Linked DNA regions of Mus musculus: region 2 is linked to region 1. Evidence: chromatin contacts called from public capture Hi-C data. All regions are on one chromosome and are shown on one strand. The core of a region is the stretch at or near the end of the contact, and the rest is flanking DNA. Distances in the headings are between cores, read along the strand shown. Region 1 holds the start of Samd4b (sterile alpha motif domain containing 4B). Region 2 holds the start of Zfp82 (zinc finger protein 82).

Region 1 (4,317 bases), core at 1,812-4,311:
GCCTGCAATTCCAGCACTGGGGAGCCAGAAGCAGGAGGATGGGGACCTGCAGGCCATTCTGAGCTACATAGCTCAGCTTTTTGTCAAAAACAACAAAACAGAGCCAGTTCTTTAATTTTAGAATTTGATAGGCAAAGAAAGACAGGAGATCAAGAGCTAAGGACAACCTTGGCTACATAGCAAATTTGAGGCCAACCTGGATTACAGTGAAGCCAGCCTGGGCATACACAAGGTCCTGTCTCAAAAAAAAAAAAAAAAAAAAAAAAAAAAAAGCAACATCAAAAAACAGGTGTTCCAGAGATAGCTCGCCATCTAGAACCAGTTAAGAGCACTGGCAGCGGAGAAGTAGCTGTGAACATCTTTCATCCCAGCACCCTGGAGGCAGAGACAGGCAGATCTTTGAGTTTGAGGTCAGCCTGGTCTATACAGTGAGTTCAGAATAGCCATGGCTACACAGAAAAGCCCTTCTCAAAAAAACCAAAACCCCAAAACCAAACAAACACAAACTCTAGAAAATCTGATAAAATAAACAAATGGGCATTGAGGGGTTATGTGTAGCTCAGTGAGAGCAGGCATTATCATACACAGGGCCTGGCCTTTTGATCTCATGAGTGTCCCACACAGATACACAAGTTCCCCTTCCCTTGAAACAATTCCTGGGTAATGTGACCTATTTATATGCCCAAATTTTGGAAAAAAAATCAATTCATAAAGCCACCTGTTCTATAAAGAAGAAATAAAGGCAAAGTAACTTATGAGAAAACCATATGTATTTTAGTGAAGAAATAAAAAAAATATTTCTAAGTTCTTGCTCCACTTGACTTTCTGTGCTGGCTCCCCTTTTTAATAATGGGCAGGTCCCATCACTGGTCTCCATCCCACCTGCCAGGTACCTCTTCAGTCTTCCCAACTCTTCCTATGATCTCTCCCTGACCCCTGATGAATCTTCTCCTAAGCCTCCATACAATTTTAGTTCTTCTATTTTAAAAACAAAGAACTCCCTCTCTAGCTTGTGTGGTGGTACAGATCTCTAACCCCAGCACTCAGGAGTCTGAGGCAGGAGTCTTGGCCAGCCATGAATATCTAAAAAGACATTGTCTCCAAAGACCAAAAAAAAAAAAAAAAAAAAAAAGGTGGAGTGGGCTGGGAAGATAGCTCAGTGGTTAAGAGCACTGACTGCTGCTCTTCCAGAGGTCCTGAGTTCAATTCCCAGCAACCACATGGTGGCTCACAACCATCTGCAATGGAATCTGATACCCTCTTCTGGTCTGTCTAAAGACACCTACAGTGTGCTCATAATTAATAAATCTTAAAAAAAAAAAAGACTTAAAATATCTGTGTTTCTCTGCGCAGCCCTGGCTGTCCTGGAACTCGCTCTGTAGACAAAACTAGCCTTGAACTCAGAGAGCCACCTGCCTCTGCCTCCCGAGTTCAGGGTCTCAATATGTAGACCAGGCTAGCTTCAAGCCTACAGAAATGCTCTGCTGGGATAGGACGCGCCGCTAAGCCCAGTTCCCGTCAACTCTTTCCTGTGCCATCTTCACAATGTTGGTCTAGTACTCATTTCTTTTCTCAACTCATGTGCCCTCATTTCTCAGAATTCCGTCTGAGCCTTGTCTCCATTCACCCCTCATACCCTCCTTGGGATTGGTCACAAACTCCCACAACCTCAATTACCATCTCTAATGATCCTTAAATCCTGGTCTCCAGCCTCAATTTGTGCCCGAGGTGGGGCAATGGTCTTGACCTCAGTGTTGGCTGTCCCACATTGAGCTTCTCCTCTGGGACCCAATCTCCCAGAGGGCTTTGTCCTGGACTTTTCTCTTCCGCCCTGTGGCCAGCCAGTGGCAAAAGGCTAGTTCAATGGGCCACCTGAGTGTCCCGCCTACTTCGCACCTCCTCCCTCCCCAAGGTCCCTTCCAGATGCAACCCCGCCCCAACTCCCCAGGTAGCTCCCTGGGTTCTCTCTTCTGTGTCTCATTCCTTCTCACCCCACTTCCCTATGTAAGCTAGAGGCGTCCCTTCCAAACTCCCAAGTCCCCAAGACCTTACTGGCCCCGTCACTCTAGTCGCTGTGCCTTTAGCACAAGTGCATACTCCCTCCAGTGGCCAAACATCTAGCCGCAGCTCATTTCCTACCACTCCCTGTCGTAAATTCGACACTCCACCCTGACTGTATTTCTTGGAGTTCTCGGAACAAGCCACGTTGCTGTCACCCTTCTGGAGAGCCGGCCCCTTTCCAGTCAGTTCACCCCAGCGCAGGACAGTTTGTGGATGGACTAAGATCACGACAAGAGTGATGGAAGCAATCTCCATTTATTGACAGCCTCTTATGTGTGGGGTCTTATCTCTTTCCACCCTTAAAGGGTCGACCTCGCTCATCTTGAGGTGTCACTTGAGGCGCGGCCGATCGATACCAGGAGCCAGGAGGCAGCATTGTCATCCCAAAGGGCGATGGTACTACCGGACACAAACCCTGGGCGGGGTGTGACCGAGGGGCGGAGAGGAGGGGGTCCTTGAACGCCAGAATGAGGAATTGTGACTGGGTTCGCCGCTACTGAGTTAGACCGGCGCGAGACTGCCCCCTGCGGGTCCGTAGGTCCAATCGCGGGCTTCGCCAGACCGTTGCCCGGGGCAACGCGGCGCGCGCCCCTCCTCTTCCCGGCCCTCTGCTCTCCGCCCGGGGCCTGTCCGTCTGTCCGTCACCTTCTCGTCAGACCAATCGTAGTGAGGAGGGGGCGGGCCTCTCAGGCCTCCTTCCAGCCCTGTCGCTCCCCTCCAGGCCAAGACCCCGCCTTTCTTGCCGCACACCTCCCACCCTTCGGTCTGCCCTCGCCGCCAGTTGGCTGGGCTCACCGTCTGTCAATAGGGTGTGAGCTAATGCTGGCGCACAGTGGCCCTCCGGGGCGGGGCCAGGGGCGGTGACGCACGGCGCGGTGACGCAGCGCGACGGCGGCGGCGGCGGCGGCGGCGGTGGTCGGTGCGGGAGGAGGGAGGGGAGCTCTCGGGCCAGAGAGGGGGCGACGGCGGCGGCGGCGGCGGCGGCAGCGGCGCGGGTGGCGGCGGCTGCCCGAGGAGGTGCGGGTGGCGGCGGCGGCGGCGGAGGCCGAGGCGGTGAGTCTCGGGCAAGGCCGGGCCGGCGGGCGCGGGGCGGCGGCGGTCGAGGCGCGCGGCGCTCCCCTCAGGGCGACCCAGGCCGCGCGGCCGGCCCCGCCCCCTCAGGGACCCCGCGCCGCGGGCTGCGGCGGGCGGCTGACTCGGGCCTCGGGAGGCCGGAGGATCCTGGAGGACCCCTTAGGGTTCCGCACTCAGCCCGTTTCTCCCTACCCGGGCCCCTTCCTCAGTTTCCCTCCCAAACCGTCACGCCCTGGGGCTAGCCGAGGGGCCGGGCCCGGGGACTTCTGTCCTGACTCGGCACACATCTGCCTGGTCCTCCCGCACGACTCCAGCGGCCTCCCCGGAGACCACCCTCAGCTTTCAACTGCCTCCTCTGGGGACGCTCCCTGTGGATCCCCGCCCTTTGGTCCTTGGTTCTCTCCTCACATCTTCCTCCTGAATCGCAACACATTCCTTGGTGGCTACTCGTCATCTGTCTTCACAGCACAGATATTCCAGGCATCTCCCCCAGGAAGAACCTTAAAGCCCCTAAACCGCCCCCAGATACTCTCTGCATCTAACCCCCCCCCCATCTGCATCACATATTCAAGTCATCTCTCCTTCAGACTTCTTCAAATACCCCCAAGAATTTACCCTTCTACCTCTCCCCATTCCAAAAGTCTTAGAGATTTTCACTCTTATCCCCAAATTCTTCAGGATGTCCCTGGTGAACACTACATCATCCTTAAAGAGCTTGCATATCCCAGAACAGTCGTCCTCAGATACTCAGGAAGTGCTCTTAGATGCCAAAACTCACCTAGAGGACCCTCTCCTCTCCTCTCTTTGCTTCCACCTCCTATATACGCCCTGTCCTCTTCTCATATTTCTTAGACCCTTCTATAGATTTCCAAACTCATGTTACACAAATATTCCCCAGCTTGGAATGCTCTAGAGGTAATCTCATGTACCCCAGCCCTTTTCTCCTCAGCCTCTACACCTTCTAATCTTGAAAATCTCCAGAGTTCCTCTCATATTCCCAAAACCTCTTCCAAAGCCTGTCTTCTGTATCCCAAATCCTTTCCAGTAACACACACCACATGTTTTAAGAATAGTGTACGGACTCCAAAAAAGTTTCCTCATAGCCTCTATTCTTCTCAAACTTTTCTTGGATAACCTGAAAATTTGAAACTCCCTTTCTAGCCTTTGGTAAACTTTCTGACA
Region 2 (3,952 bases), core at 1,436-3,935, 1.6 Mb before region 1:
TGCAGTCAGGAAGCAGAAAGATGGAATGCCTGTAGTCAGCTTGATTACAAAAATTCTTATGTGTATGAGTGTTTTGCCTGTATGCATGCATGCATGCATGTGTGCACCATTGTATTCGTGTTTATGTGCACACTGATGGTTTTGAGCCACCATGTGGGTGTTAGGAATGGCTCGGGTCCTCTGGAAGTACATACAGTAAATGCTAACGATTGAGCCATTTCTTCCATCCCAGGCCCCACCCCTTTCTTTTTCTTAAATTTAGGATGTTTCTTCTGACTTCAGGTAAACTGTCTGAAAATGCCCCATTCTCCCAGCCCCAGCCCCAGCCTCCCAGAGGACGTGCCTTGTGATTCTGAGTCTCAAGTTGACAATCAGGTCACGGTGACACATGGGAGACACGAGTCCAGCCTGGTCTACTTAGAAAGTTCCAGGACAGCCAGGACTACTTCACAGAGAAACCTTGCCTGGAAAAAACAAAACAACAAAATGTAGCAATCCCAGGACTCTTGCCTTGACACTGTGTGACTGATAAATCACTCTAGGAGCCTCCTGGTGGGCCTTGTTTCTTTCAGATATTCTTTTTCATGATACATGCTAAAATATGTGCCCCTGATGGACATTGTTCCTAGGCATATCTATACCATGTTTTGGACATTTTATGTGTATGAGTGTCTTCGTGAGTGAGTGAGTGTGTGTGTGTGTGTGTGTGTGTGTGTGTGTGTGTGTACCTCTGACTTTTAAGAGCATCGAATCACCAGGAGCTGGGGTTATACGTGTTTATAAGCTGCCATATGGGTGCTGAGGAATGAACTTGTGTTTTCTGTAAAAGCAACTGGTATTCCTAACCAGTGAGCCATCTCCTAAGCCCCATCTGTATGTATGTATCTATCTATTTATTTGATTTTTGGAGGGACAGGGTCTCTCTACATTACCTCAGTTATCTTGGAACTCATCATGTAGACCAGGCTGGCCTCATACACAAGAGAGATCCCTCTGCCTCTCCTCCCAGCGTGAGTGCTGAGATTAAAGGTATGTGCTGCCATGTCCAGCTCCACATTTGATTTCTTTGTTTGTTTTGTTGTTTGTTTGTTTGTTTGTTTCGAGACAGGGTTTCTCTGTATAGCCCTGGCTGTCCTGGAACTCACTTTGTAGACAAGGCTGGCCTCGAACTCAGAAATCGGCCTGCCTCTGCCTCCCACGTGCTGGGATTAAAGGTGTGCGCCACCATGCCCGGCCACATTTGATTATTTTAAGTTTTAGTTTGTACAGCATCCCTGGTGTAGAGGTCACAGGGGAAATTGGTTCTCTCCTTCTCCCATGTGGTTCCCAGAGAATGCACAGCAAACTCCACTGCGCCATCTCTCTGGCTTGAAAGTTATTAATTTTAAAACTAGAAATAAAACAGGTGTGTTTTCTCATGGAAGATTTAAACATAAATAAGACAACAACACCTTTTGACCTTATTTTCCCCAAGAGTAATCATAATCAGTAGTTTATTTCATGAGATGGCAAGTTCTGCCTGAGATCAGTTTTTTTTTTTTTTTAAGAATTATTTATTTATCTATTTATTTTAAAGATTTATTTATTTTTATTGTATATAAGTACACTGAGCTGTCTTCAGACACTCCAGAAGAGGGAGTCGATCATTACAGATGGTTGTGAGCCACCATGTGGTTGCTGGGATTTGAACTTCGGACCTTCGGAAGAGCAGTCGGGTGCTCTTACCCACTGAGCCATCTCACCAGCCCCCGAGTTTTTTTTTTTTTTTTTTTTAATTAATCATGTTTATGTGCTATATAGCATGTTCCATGTGGGAGTGATTCTACCACCTGACTCATTGTTTTATCAGGGTAGGGCTGTGCCTTCGTTAGTCACTGCTTAGTATTCATTGTTATCCCTATTTACTGAAAGGCTTAACTTTCCACAAGCTGTAGCATTAGAGAATATAATTATAGATGATCAATTAATCAGAAATTTAACCATCACGTTTACTTTATATACTTGAGACCAGGTCTTATATAGCCCTGGCTGGCTTGGAACTCACTATGTAACTCAGGCTGGCCTCAAACTTTTGAGTGATTCTTCTGCCTTCAAAGTGATAAGAATATAGGCACATACCAGCTCAACCATTTTATTATTTATTTTCTGGCAATTTAAAAATATAGGAACGAAAGGTATTTAAGTTGATGATCCAGCACTTTAATCCCAGCATTTGGAAGGCAGAGGCAGGAGGATTTCTGAGTTCAAGGCCAGCCTCGTCTACTGAGTGAGTTCCAGGACAACCAGGACTACACAGAGAAACCCTGTCTCTCCAAAAAAAAAAAAAAAATCCTGGTTAAGAAAGAAGAAAATCTTAAGAACCTGGGTAAAAGCAAACTACATGATAGGAATGTCCTTTAAAATCTTATTCTAAGACGTAGTCATTTGCAGTCACCTCCACAACAAACATGACTATATCAAATGCACAAATCTCCAAACGAAAATCCGATTTTCCTCAAATACTTAATCAGAGTTGAGGTTCTGCTCCTCTCCCTGTCCTGGTCCCAAACGGAGCACACAGTGAGTGTGGCGCATGCGCACGCGGTGCGTGCGGCTGTCCCTCCCAGCAGTCCCCGCGCAACGCCCTGTAGGCTCTCGGGGGTCTGGAGATGCAGCCACTGTCACCTCAGCGCGTGGGGCGGGGCAACTGAGCCGAGCCTGGGTCCCAGTTCCGTGAACTTAGTGAAGGTGCTGCAGGGAGCAGGGGGTAAGGGCGGGGACAGGGAGGCCCCGCGCCCCTCATACTGGGTCCGCGCCTCGGCTTGCTGCGTGGGGACCACAGTGGCGAGCTGTGCCTGCTGGGCGTGGCAGGGCGTCGGGGTGGCAGCCACCGCGACTGAGTGCGGCCCGGAAGCCACGGCGTGATGGCATTTGTGCGAGTGAATGGGGTGCAGAGCGGTTGTGTGAGCGAGGTTGCCGAGGTCCTGGTGTGTGTGATTCTGGCCCCAGGCTCGGCTGCGGTGTAGCCACATCAGTCCCAAAGAGGAATGGTTCCCCAGCCATTCACCTGAGCAACACACAAGACTCCCAGTAAACAAAGCAAAGAGCTCCGGGTCTTGAGAGGGGTCTGAAAGATGGTCCCCGATCCCCAACACACACACCCTTGGCTGGTTCCCTGGGGTTACCCCCAACACGCCACACGTGCTCAGATACAGTCACTCGCTGGACAGGCTGTGTGCGATCCACCTAGGGAGCTATTGTAAACTTCCTGGCCATCTGCCGCCCTGGCCTTTCTTAGGTACCAGGGCAGGACAGCTGAACTCGCTCCCGGGTGTGAGTGATGGGTGGTGGTGACCGATTGGTTGTGTCTTGTGCTTTGATTTAACTAGGCTGGACAAGGCTCCGAGAAAAGTTTGGACGTTAACATTCGCTCCTACTCCAGCCTGCCTTTAAGTGCTCACAGGAAGGGGAGGGATAAATCGCTGTTGCCTGTTTAAAAGGTAAGGTCAGGGGGGGTCAATCTTACCTCTTGGATCTGTGAAAGGCACTTTAATTTTTTAGTGGATCAGAACATTTGTTATTTTTAAATGTCTGGTTCTTAGAAACAGAGCCTGACTCCTTACACCACCCAGTGCCTGTACGTACATACGTATCCGCTTTTCAGTGTTTTTTTTTTTGGGGGGGGGGGACAGGACGACAACCCTCCCTCCAAGGAGATCGGGCTTTATTTTTATAGCTGGGTTTTATTTTTAATACTATGCTGTAGAGCTCTTAGAACAGTTGCTGATATTCATAAATACCAAATGCTTAGTAAACAGCAGCTGTTTGTTAATGTGGTGATTAGGGGTGATTCCAACACCAAGGGAGTGGTGTGTATGGGTATCTACTTAATTGTGATGTACATTTATTTTTAAGATTTATTTTTGTAAAAAAAAAAAGGGGGGGGCTGGAAAGATGGCTCAGCGGTTAAGAA

The links. Capture Hi-C pulls out chosen DNA fragments and counts their contacts.
Region 2: a contact with region 1 is called in a capture Hi-C map of macrophages, with 5 times the contacts expected there. The contact joins the promoter of Zfp82 here to the promoter of Samd4b in region 1. A contact is called at or near these places in 2 of 39 promoter capture datasets (both in liver) and 1 of 9 other capture datasets (macrophages).

Annotation. Positions count from the first base shown.
Region 1 is chr7:28,434,935-28,439,251 of GRCm38.p6, reverse strand. It overlaps Samd4b (sterile alpha motif domain containing 4B), which reads left to right and starts at 3,061. Exons shown (of 13, transcript NM_175021.3): 1 at 3,061-3,114. It also overlaps a transcript of Gmfg not described here.
Region 2 is chr7:30,071,556-30,075,507 of GRCm38.p6, reverse strand. Zfp82 (zinc finger protein 82) reads left to right here and starts at 2,685. Exons shown (of 7, transcript NM_177889.5): 1 at 2,685-2,727; 2 at 3,369-3,479.